Regions from separate parts of the Mus musculus genome. Here region 2 is linked to region 1. Evidence: chromatin contacts called from public Hi-C data. All regions are on one chromosome and are shown on one strand. Each heading gives the region's core, a stretch centred on a gene start, on an enhancer-like site or on the middle of the called end of the contact. The rest is flanking DNA. Distances are from core to core; before and after follow the strand shown.

Region 1 (5,909 bases), core at 3,028-5,527:
GGAATGGTTATTTCTTCAGGACTGGGGCCAGATCACCCTCTGGGCAGTCTGGGTCATATGAAACCCACATACCTCTCTGCTCCACGAGGCCTGAGATGCCTTCCATCATTCCCGTAAATCCCCTGGACTTGCTACCATTTTTTTTTTTTGGTTTGGTTTTGGCATGATCCCCTTTTCTCTATGCTGCCAATACTAAAGGCTATTACTATGAAAAGCGCTAACTTAGGAGTAAGAGTCAGCTCTAATCAATCATCCTCACCAGGGTCCGTGAGAGTATTTCTCTCTTGCCTCTCTCCACCTCTCACACTTCATTACAGACACTGGCTTGCCAGTTTCTCTGGGTGTCTGGGACTCTACAGTTACTCAGATGTTTGACAGCTTTATCCTCCCCTCCTATGTAGACCCAGTGTCCTCTTCCCACATTCTTGACATCACATTCTTGAAATTGCTGCCCCTTCCAATCCCCCTCCCTTCCCTGGTTTCTCGACCTCTGCAGCATAAGTCACACTCTGGCAAGCATACATTATTCTTTCTCCTCTCGTTGGCCGTTTGCCTCATCAACTATCATGGAAGCTCTGCGAGGAGAGAAGATGTGTCCATCTTGTCTGCCACCGTGTCCCCTGCTCTATGGCAATACGGCGGCGCGCACAGCTATCAGTAGCACAGTTGGTGCACAGTCATTGCAGCGATGCAGGAACAGAATACCAGGGCCCCAGAGGATGAGGAAATGAGCAGGAAACCTTGTCCCAGCTCAGGATATCAAGGGACACTCAGAAAAAAGGGAGGGAGGGAGGGAGGGAGGGAGGGAGGGAGGGAGGGAGGGAGGGAAGAAGGAATTGCCATAAAGGGACCTTAGAAACCAACCAACAAATCTCAGATTCAGTGGAGTGTTCTCTCCAGGAGCAGCACATGGAACTGCCAAAGCAATGGACACACCCGGAGGCCTGATGGAGAAGTTCCTTTTGTGTGGTTGCTTGTGTGCTCTGGCTTCTTGTTTTCACTTCCTTCACTTGCTTTTGAAAAGCCTCACAAACATGAAAACTAAACTTCTAATCTCTCCAGTCTTAAGCCAACTGCCTGACTGCTCCCTGAGACTCGATCTGGAACAGAGAGATGCCCTTGACACAGCAGGACTGACGGCAGCCTTGACTTTGATCATTCATCCATCTTTGTTATATTTTATAGATTAATTTTTCTGTTCCTTCCCACTAACAGCAGGCGAGCACCATGCTCGGTTTTCAAACGGGCACAGTAGCTGGTGTCTGCAACCACAGATTCAGAAACCAGATTCTGAAAGTTGAACTGAATCAAAAAGCAAAACTTGAATTTGTTGTATGCCAGGTTCTATGACAAATGCAACCTAATGAAGTGATGTGTGGGCAGGCACTGTGTCGGGAATGGTACGTAGTCAAGAGATGATTTAGCAGCAAGGATTGTATAGATTACATACAGAGGCTGTGCTGCTGTATCTAAGAAGAGACTTGAGCATCATGCATTTTGGTATCTATAAAAGTCCAAGAATGTATCTCTCAATAAAGGGTAGGCTGTCGAGCCCATAGTCACATAAGCTTTGAAAACTTTGCAAAACCAGGATGCTCTGATTGTAATGGTGGTAAGACTCTCTTCCATTCCCACCCCACCCCCTCCTGCTTCCCACACCCTGGGCAGAGACTTTCTACAGTATTTTTGGAACAGTGCTGAGGTAAAGTTGAGTTGGCATATTTAGCTTGGGTTTAAGGGGATATATTTAGTTGGCTTTCAGTCACCTCTGAACATTGATAAGTTACTGCTATTCATAGGCATTGCTTCTAGAAATACTCTAACTTAAGGGCCAACTCATGCAGCATCGTGATACAAAGGCACACAGTCTACCATGACATGTGTGCAATAGACAATTTGGCCCTGGGAATATATGGGGAATGAAAGATCACCTATATTTGAGGTCACCACAGTGGTAGATAGTCTGTGAGACTCCTCCCTTACCAATCATACAAAAATATAAGCCAGAATATCCATCATTCTGACTGTCTTAGTTAGGGTTTCTATTGCTATGAAGAGACACCATGGTCACAGCAACTCTCATAAAGAAAAGCATTTAATCAGGACTGGCTCATAGTTTAGAGGTTTAGTCCCCTGTCATCATGACAGGAAGCATAGCGGCCCCGCAGGCAGACACAGTGCTGGAGAGGGAGCTGAGAGTTCTACACACAGATCTGCAGGCAACAGGAAGAGAGGGTGATACTGGGACTGCCTTGGGTCCCCCAAACCCCAAAGCCCACCCACTTCTTTCAACAAGGCCACACCTCCCAATAGTGCCACTCCCTGTGAGCCTGTAGGGGGCCAATTTCAGTCAAACCACCACTTAGAAAATTTTGACACTTTGGACCACAAACCTAGAGGAGTTTTCTAAATAGCATACATGCCCTGCTGTGAACAACGAAGGGCTTATGGATCTCAACTGTTTAAACCTAAAAAGAAGTCATGATGTATCAATGAAAGGGTATATCACTTTTCTATCATTTTCCTCTTTAAAATTGTGATGCTTTAAAGAGACTAGCAAGGAGTAAATATTCAACACAGTGTATTATACTATAATGTATAATGGGAAGTTAACTAAAGTGGCTATTTTCTGGATTTTTGTCTTAAGTCATCCCAAAGGTCCATGTGAAAAAGTTGATCTCCAGATGAGGCAGAAGCCTGATGACAGGGCCATGAGATTAGGGCGTAGTAGAGCCTTTAGGAGGTGGGAGCTGGGGGTGTGTCCTTAGGAGACGCCAGGGAACCTCCCTCACATTCATTTCTTTGTGGTTCTTCTGTTCAGTCACATGCTCCCACCATGATATACTGTCTCACCACAGGACTAAGGCAACTGGATGCATTCATGCTGGAGTCAAACATCTGAAATGGTGTTTTACTAATAATTTCAAAAAAATTATTGCGATAGGAAGATGACTAACACAACATGTGGTTTGGGTTGCTGAGGAGAGTAATATGATGTGTAGACATGAGTAGAATACGTATGTGTAGATACTATCTAGTATATTTATATATTAGATAGTATATATATATATATATATATATATATATATGAAATACATAGACAGTATATGTATATACCAAATGAGTCCCACACAGAAAAAAAAGGAGGGGAAGAAAGTATCAGACTGCATTTGACATTTCTATCAACCCATCCCCCATTCTCCTCATCCCCCTTAAACATAGTCCCCAACAAATTATGCTCAACACTTATTCATATTGAAAATAAAGTGATTAAATTTCAGAGTTCACTCTAGATCAGAGTTGGTAATCTTTGATACTCTCCTTCCCCTGTCACTAAGGAGGGAAGCTTCTGGTGTTTTGTTGTCACTGCTTATTCTGTTTGTGCCATACTATATAGATTAGGCCTCAGATCGTGTACGTAACAGGTAATCAATCAACCAATCAATCAACCACTGAGATTCTTCTTGGTGGTGGTGGTTTTTTTGTTTTGTTTTGTTTTGGGGGGATTTTTTTTTTTTGAGGCAAGGCTTCACAAAGTTGCCTAGATCGGCATCAAACTTTATCCTTTTGAATTTGTTATCCTTCAGCCTTCTGCGTAGCTTAGAGAAGAGGCTGCAAGGCCTCCTCTTCTGAATGACTCTTGACCAAGCTGTTTCCTCAGGGAGCAAGCTGACATCTTCCGGGGGTTGCACATGCTGTTCCTAGGTTCTGAGGAGTGACACAGCCAGTTGTACCCAAGACCCTTGGTACAAAACCATGGTGTAAAGAGGTCTTTCCAGTAGTCCTGTGTCCTCCCTCCCTCCCTCCCTCCCTCCTTCCTTTTTTCCTTCCTTCTCCTTGAGTACGGTAAGAACCCAGGGAGCCTTGGACTTGGGCAAGATTACACCACCTTACATGCACTTACCCTTGAATAGCAAGCTACCCTGCGCAGCCTGTGCCACCTTCCATCCTCTATGGGGCTGTCCATACAGGCCCTCAAGGGCAGCCAGCTACAGACCCACCACTGACTGTGGTAACCATCCCATAGAAACAAAGCACAGTACAGTAAAGTCCTTCTCCATATGCTAAGCAAAGATGTAGTACACTAAGCGAAGCAGCCAGCAGATAATCATTTACTTCAGCCATGACCTTTGTGTTGAAGGTAATTAGAATGATTAAGCACCTGCTGGCTGAGGCGATGTTGAAACTGAAATTCTCTGGGCCTGACTCAAGGCTTTTCAACCTTATTCCCGTTCCTCTCAACCCTATGGGGAGAGCAGGGCTCCTGTCATAACAAACAGGGAAATCCCCATCTCAGGCCTCCTGCCTTGAAACCCTGCACCAGGCCAGTGTTTTCCTTTGTCATTGGAGGTTTGTTTACTTGCTGGGCAAAGAGAAGCCTGCAAGCATGTACTTGAACCCAGTGGAAGCAAAGCTGTAGGGATCAAATAGCACTGGGGGTGGGAGGAACCAAGGCCAAAGGCACCAGCAGAGTCTAATCCCAGAAAGTGGCTGCAGCTGTGCTCCAAGGCTGTCATCCTTTTCTTACTGGAACCCTTGGGATGTTGTTTATTTCCTATCTGGACTTACATGAGCGTGCCAGCCTAGGGTACTAACGTCACGGTGAGGTGAGCTGCCCTCCTTTCATCAATGTTGATTTTCATTTGGACTCCTCCATTTTTGGCAGGACATAGCTCTGCCAACGTTTTTTTGTCTTCTGACCACGGCCTTGAGAACTAACCCCCTCCACCGAGCTCCACCCCAGCTTATCCCCCAGCTTCCCGTGAGAAATCAGAGACTTAAAGATGATCAAGTTCACAGCGATGCTTAATTAAAACTGTTTCTCTTGAATGGACTGGAAGATCCTCTGAGGCCAACAGGAGAGGAGAAGGGAGTAATAGAACTGGGTAGTCTAAAATGTGCAGTGAAAGCTGAGATTTGCAGGCACAGTCACGCAGAAGGCTTGGATTGGCGTGTTTAGACACTGGGAGCCAAATTCTCCCCTTGACTGCACTCTGTGCCTCTTGTCCTTGAGCTAGCGTGGGGGACACACAGTTTCCACCTTTCCAGGATGCAGAAACACACGAGGTCCCCAAGAGATGGAGGCTCCGCCCTTATCGAGCAAGAGGAAGGCAGTGTTACCACAGGAAGCAATTAGTATGAGGCCCCGAATGGGAAGAGTTCCTGGAATCAGAGAGGTGAAGGAGGAAGAAGGAGAGAGGGAGCCAGTGTACTGTCCAGGGAGGCCTGGGAATCCCAAAAGGTCTCAAGTCCGTACTTCTTTTCAATTATTGTCAAAAACAAAAAAAAAAGACCCCAAACAAACATGTACAGGCTTTAAAATGGGACCATGTAAGAACCATGTAAGAATCAGACTTTACTAAAATTCATTGAGAAATTCAAAGATCAGAACACAACAAACCTGAAATTCTAGTGCCTTCCCCTCACACACTTCATCTTTTGCTCAAGGAAGAGATGAGTCTTCAAGACCTGCTTACAAAAGTACCCTACACGTGGAAGACACTCAACAAAGGCCTACTCTAACTCTGAACAACGACTTTGGTTACCATTATTGTACCTAGGCTGTGTTCAAGGAGCTTGTGTGAACACACAAAGTATACGTAGGATGGTAAATAAATCCCAAGCCAGATTCTGCTTCTCTCCAAAGCTTCACATAAGTAGGCAGAGCAAAACACTAAAGGCCACCGGTGTGGCTAAGAGTAGACCCAAACAGACAGTTACCATTCCTCCTTCTCTCGGTGGTATAGAGATGCTAATAATTGTGCTTGGTGATGGAGGGGGACATTAGGAGGAAAAAAAAAGCAAAATCCATATCAGGAAACACACACATGCACACACATGCATGCGCATACGCACATACACACATACACAAGCACACAGATGCTATTTGTATTCAAATTTGTCCAGGT
Region 2 (6,064 bases), core at 310-2,809, 230 kb before region 1:
AGAAGGGGGGGCCCCCACTGCTGGTGGGAGTGCAAACTTGTACATCCTCTTTGGCAATCAATTTGGAAATTTCTCAGAAAATTGGGAATAGTTTTACCTCAAGACCCAGCTATACCACACTTGGGCATATATCCAAAATAGGCTCCATCATGCCACAAGGACACGTGTACAGCTATGTAATAGCCAGAAACCGGAAACAACCTAGAACGATGAATGTTCAACTGAAGAATGGACTTTATCCTTTTTCTTTAAAAATGTTGCTCATTTACAGACTGGGATGCTACTCAGCAATTCAAAGCAATGACATCACAAAATTTGCAGGCAAATGGATGAAAGCAGAAAAGATCATCCTGAGTGAGGTAACCCAGACACAGAAAGACAAACATGGTACATATTCACTGATAAGTGGATATCAGCCATAAAGTCCACCTTTTAATCATATTCATATATTTAATACATATATTATATTCTCTCTCTTTCCTAATTAAATTTTTTTCTATTCCTATTTCTTTTCTCACTTTATATAACCTGTTATAGGTACATATTGTAGTAAAAATATTTATCAAAATAGTTTTGTTTATAGTTAGATAAATGTTGGCTATAGAAAGATGTTTCGCCATGAAAACACAAACTAACTTGCTTAAGTAAGGTGCTGAAGCATAATGAGTTCAGGACACACAAACTACCCAAGTTCAGGCCTAGCATTCCAATGAACTACAAGGCCTTAACATCACAGTACTCAGTACATACTATAGGAGGGCATAGTGTGTGTCCTATACTACTATAGGAGAGCATAGTGTGTATCTTATACCAGCAGTGTTGACCTTGGCCTTGCCTTGGTGTTGTGTTTCTTCCAGAAATTATATCATGCAAATAATAACAGACAATACTTCTGCTTCTAGCATGGAGTCAGGTGTTCCGTTCCAATTTCTTTCTCTGTCTGAAGCAAGGAGGTGACACCAAAATAACACCAAAGGGGACTTGAAGCTGACTTTCCTCAACTCCCTTCTCTGCCATTTAGTTTTTTATCATCTTGCTCTCATTCCCTAGAACCAATGATCCCCCAGAGCAGGGTAAGAGGTAGAGGAATTGCATAGGATCTCAGAAGGCAACTTCAGCTATCAGCAAGCTGGTCAGACATTGCCATTTTATTTGTTAGATATTTTAAATGTCCCTCTGGTCTGATTCATTAAACACAGTGAAAGTCTTATACTGGCAAAGATGGTGGGGGAGTAGTAGGAATCTTGCTTGGTCAGGCCCTCCCCAAGCTCTTCCCACATGGAGTTGCTTTATTGAGATGACCACCGAGAGTCTGCACAGCTGTCTCTTTCCCCTAAAGCCCTTCTCACCCTGAAGCAAGCTGTCTTCCAGGAACCTGCTGAGTGTTCTTCATCTACCTTCCTTGTGTGCCCTTGCATGAGTTTGTCCAGGCTTAGAATTCTTTGCTGTGTAGCAATGGCAGTGATGTAATTGTATCCCACAGATTCAACCAGTGGCTCTGTTCTGAATGGGCATGAGGGCAATCATTCACCCAGAGATGCCCTTTTCTTCCCGAACAGACTCTCCTCTGATATGTCTCACACCAGTGGCTACATTCTCCCTCCCTCGGCCTCCCCTCTGCCATGCCTGGACTCATGACCTCCAAACAAATCCAGAGGCCACACTGGAGCCACTAAAAGGGGAAGTAGTTTGTTGGAGAGTCTTACTGTTGTCTGCTGAGTTCTAGCAGCATTGTGAGAACAAGGTGTGGTGGAGACCAGGGTCTCATTGTCAGTTCTCAGGCTTTGGAGGAAATGAAAACTCCAATAGGTTAGGTCTTGGGAAGGTTCAACGTGAACATATTCTCACACGTTGTTAACACCACCCGCCTTACAAGTTCCTTATAAAAACATTTCTGTGTTTTTCTAAAAGCCCTGCAGTACAGCTTGCTTGCATCCCTTCCTTTGGGATAGAGTTCTATCCCATATCCTTTGGAATATGCTGTCTACAGTGGCCAGGATTGTCTGCACAGGTCTCTTCACTGTTTAATGCTCTCAGGCTTAGGTAGGCTGCATGGATTCCCATAGTCCTCCACATGACTCTGTATCACAGTGGTTAGCTGCTTTGTGCATGATGTGCCAATCCCTTGGCCTCCTCCCCTGTCCTCCTTTGGAGGGAAGAGGCAATATTGGTACTACCATCATCTATGCAGGTTCATTGTCCTGTTCCTCACAGCATTCCCTGCTAATCATAAACAAAACGATTACCACACTAGAACTCTAGAAGCATAGGGTAAAAGAATGCATTGGTGTGATTGATGGAGAGGCAGCCTGCATGTCTAACTATGTTAAGAACTGAGCTACCATTCTGTCTCCATGCTGCTGATGGAGCTACGACCACCTCCAGCAGGACCTTTGGATTTATTTGAATGTCACAAGTCTAGGCTTGGCAGAGAGGGGATTGAGGAAGAATGAAGCACTGGAGCAAGACAGAGCGTCAGAGGAAAGTTTGTTCTGGAAAAAATGGGCTTCTCTGGGTGAGTGCCTTCTTACCCAGTTCAAAAGCGGGTCACGGGTTGAATCTGTGGGGCGCAATTACCTCACTACCTTTTGCTAATTACACATGGAAGAATTTAACTGGAATGGAGCAAAGTCATGGACCCTTGTTCTGTTCCTTCCTGGGCTTGACGCTTGAGTTCCCAGCTCTGACGTGTAGCTATTAGTCTCTTGTGACCTTTGTGTGCTATCTCTGAGCATACTGGTTCTGAATAAGATTTTTGCCACCATCACCTAGTATTTTTCTATCTTGGTGGGTAATGTTCCCAACTAGTCTATACCAAAACTAAAACATATTGAGATACACAGAGATTCTTCCTTGTTTACTCTGGTGGGGGTCCATGTTTCATATCCGCTCTTGCTGTCTGTGTCCATTTCACTTTCCCCCAGCCCCAGTAGAATTGCCTTCTGATATCACCTTGGTTGCCTCAAGCCCACTGCAATCCCTCCTCCTCAGGATCCTAATGTATCCATCTTGGTGCTAAGCTTTAGCTTCCTCCATCCTGTCTGGCCTTAAAGCAACCCCCCACCTGGAATTTCCTACCTTAGGCTTGCCTCAAATCTTTCTTGAAAAGTGATTAAAAAAATAAAATGCAAAATGTTTTTTTCGAATAACCACCATACACGATCCAATAATTGAGCTCAAACATTTCATTCCCAGAACGCTGGTCCTCGGGTGGCAGGGCAGTGGTTCGTTCCTGGTTTCTTACAGGCCTAGACTGAACACAGACTGCTCCTTGTGTGGCCTAAAAGCTGCTGGCATGGGAGGACAGGGGGAGTGCCCTCTGCTTTCCATTTCCACAGTCTGTGTGTGGAGGCCCTGCTATGTACAGTCAGTGTTGCACCCTCCTCCCCGGCTTGCCTTGATTACCCTGCAACCACTGTGCCTCAGATCATTCAGTCTGTGACTTTCTCTGAACTGTGCACTTAGGCTGCCATAGTCTATATTTACTGCAAACTACAACTGTTCTACCCCCTGTGCTGAAAGTTACTCCAGGATTTAGATTGGACATGAACATAGGTCTTTGTTCTGTTTGGAATAGTGATTGACATATTTTCTGGGTGAAGTGTGGCTTCCCCTGAAAGGTTGAGATTAATAGCCAGGAAGAAATGGATATACATATGCCTATTCACAGATAGGTAGAGAAAGACCAATTCTTGCTTACCAGAAGTGGGGCAATTAGCTTTTCCTTCCAGTGCCTCTAGCCCTTTTACCCAATAGCCATGTCCAAGTGTGGACTTACCCATCCAATGGAGTCATATTGATTTGTCTGCTTGACATAGAACAGAGGGCTTTCTTAGCAACTTTAGCCAAATTGATAGGTTTTAGTTTGCTCTGGTGTGATCAAGATCAGGAAGTGATGGCACCTAGACCCTAGGCACTCAGGAAAGAAGAGATACAATTGGGCAGAAATGCAGTTAATAAAGCATAAGAATACATTGCTATGGTAACTGCAGACACTACAGTTGCTGGCCTGCCAGGCCCAAGGTCTACCATAGAAGTCTCATGTGATTAGACTCAACTTTCTGATGCTTCGCTGAGAGATGGAAGGCTGCTCGCCAGCTGGACCTCAGGGGTCATTCAAAGTAGATTTTTAATTCATTATTTTCCAAAGAACTGAAAAGTAGGATCTTGAAGCAAGAACTATAAACATACATGTTCATCATGACATTATTTCTCAATAGCTAAAACACAGAAACAACAATAGCTATGATTTCATTTTTCCATTATTGATTATATTGTCATAATTTTCTCATGTAGCCTCATTTAGTTCTTGAGACATTAAATCACAAAACCAGCACACAGTGAGAGAGATGAGATTGAAGGTAAGCATCAAAGGTAACATCAACAAAAGTCTTTGTTAGTAAGAACATTACCATTGGAGTTGGTCACCAGTGTCTTAGTCAGGGTTTCTATTCCTGCACAAAATGTCATGACCAAGAAGCAAGTTGGGGAGGAAAGAGTTTATTCAGCTTACACTTCCACATCACTGTTCATCACCAAAGGAGTCAGGATAGGAACTCACACAGGGTAGGAACTTGGAGGGGAGTAGATACAGAAGCCATAGAGGAGTGCTGCTTACTGGCTTTCTTCCCACGGCTTGCTCAGCTTGCTTGCTTTCTTATAGAGCCTAAGACTACTAGCCTAGGGATGGCACCACCCACAATTGTCTAGGTCCTCCCACTCTCGATCACTGATTGTGAAAATGCCTTACAGCTGGATCTCGTGGAGGCATTTTCTCAAGGGAGGTTCCATTCTCTATGATAACTCCAACTTGTGTCAAGTTGACACAAAACCAGTCAGTACATCCAATGTTCCCTTTTTATATTACTAATAAAAGACATTAAGACTTATCAGGATATTTGTTTCAATCTGCTGCAAAATACCAAACTCCAATGTATATCTGCTGCCTCTTAAACTCATCCCATCCCCTTTCAAAGCTGGTACTGGATTGAGGAGTAATCATGTTTAATCACTGGGTGACCTGAAGATGTCTTATGACAAATTGCACTGGCTATATAATGCCTGATAACCACCCTACAATTAGATAACTAAAACGTAAAACAACAAATCATTTTACTTATTAATCTGCCATCTTGTCAGGTTCACCAAGATCAACTAATCTACCGGAAGGTCCACAGCAATGATTTGGGCTCTGGATCCATGCTTTCGATTGTATTTTCACATGTCTGGCAAATTGGTGGAATCAAGTGAGGAGTGGAGGAGGTGTCATCTCAGGGCTGACATCCTTTCCACATGCATCCTTATAGCATGAGCTTTGCATCCCAACTGAGGAAGCCAAAGTCTAGTATCTTAAAGATGTCCAGCATGGTATTTGTCTGATTTGATTAGTCAAAGAGTCAGAAAGTCTAGACTTAGGAGAGAACACAGACCTGCCCTGACTTAAGACTCTCAAAGAGTTCTGGGGCCATGTTTTAAAATGCCAGGGATTTCTTTCATTAGGCAAATAAAACCAGACTCAAAGACACATAACACATTTTCTCTCCTACATGGACTCTAGATTTAAATCTGTAAGGATGTGAGTGTGTGTGAAAGTGTGTGTGTGTGTGTGTGTGTGTGTGTGTGTGTGTGTGTGTGTGTGTAGGCCATTGAACTAGAAAGGAGACCATGAGTGCAGACCTGAAAGGGGACAGGGATGGAGTGGAGAAAGTAATGGAGTGCTTGGGACTTGGAAACAGAAGGAAGATGACTGGGTAGGAAGAAGGGCAGTTGGCAAGGGGACACAGGAGGATGGGGAAAGCAGGAAGGAGAGAAAAAAAGAATAACATAGGCAATGAAAACCCCATAATGAAACCCATTACTTTGTATGCTCACTTGAACTTAATTTTAAAATTCCAGTGATTCAATTTTAAATCCTGCCTCTATAAATAGAAGTTTACTAGGACTTGAATTAAAATAATAGCAACACTGTAAGACCATAAAAGTAGCTCTATCATCATCATCATCCTTATCATCATCAATCTCCTTCAAATTGAAGTACTCTGGCTGAAATTATTCAATGCAATTG

What was found. Hi-C and Micro-C count contacts between places; a contact is called where the count stands out from the background.
Region 2: a contact with region 1 is called in a Hi-C map of nephron progenitors, with 3 times the contacts expected there. The contact joins two enhancer-like sites. A contact is called at or near these places in 2 of 484 Hi-C or Micro-C datasets (both in nephron progenitors) and 2 of 115 datasets of contacts at active chromatin or transcription factors (bone marrow-derived macrophages and kidney).

The regions. Positions count from the first base shown.
Region 1 is chr14:76,697,344-76,703,252 of GRCm38.p6, reverse strand. No RefSeq gene overlaps it. Among named protein-coding and RNA genes, the nearest start is that of 1700105F02Rik, 23 kb to the right of the region's middle. Within about 2 kb of position 4,277, at least 117 of the 459 cell types and tissues checked have an H3K27ac peak or open chromatin away from gene starts, as enhancers often do. A contact at or near this core is called in kidney and nephron progenitors, where this site is marked.
Region 2 is chr14:76,923,071-76,929,134 of GRCm38.p6, reverse strand. No RefSeq gene overlaps it. Among named protein-coding and RNA genes, the nearest start is that of Gm30365, 88 kb to the right of the region's middle. Within about 2 kb of position 1,559, at least 5 of the 459 cell types and tissues checked have an H3K27ac peak or open chromatin away from gene starts, as enhancers often do. A contact at or near this core is called in kidney and nephron progenitors, where this site is marked.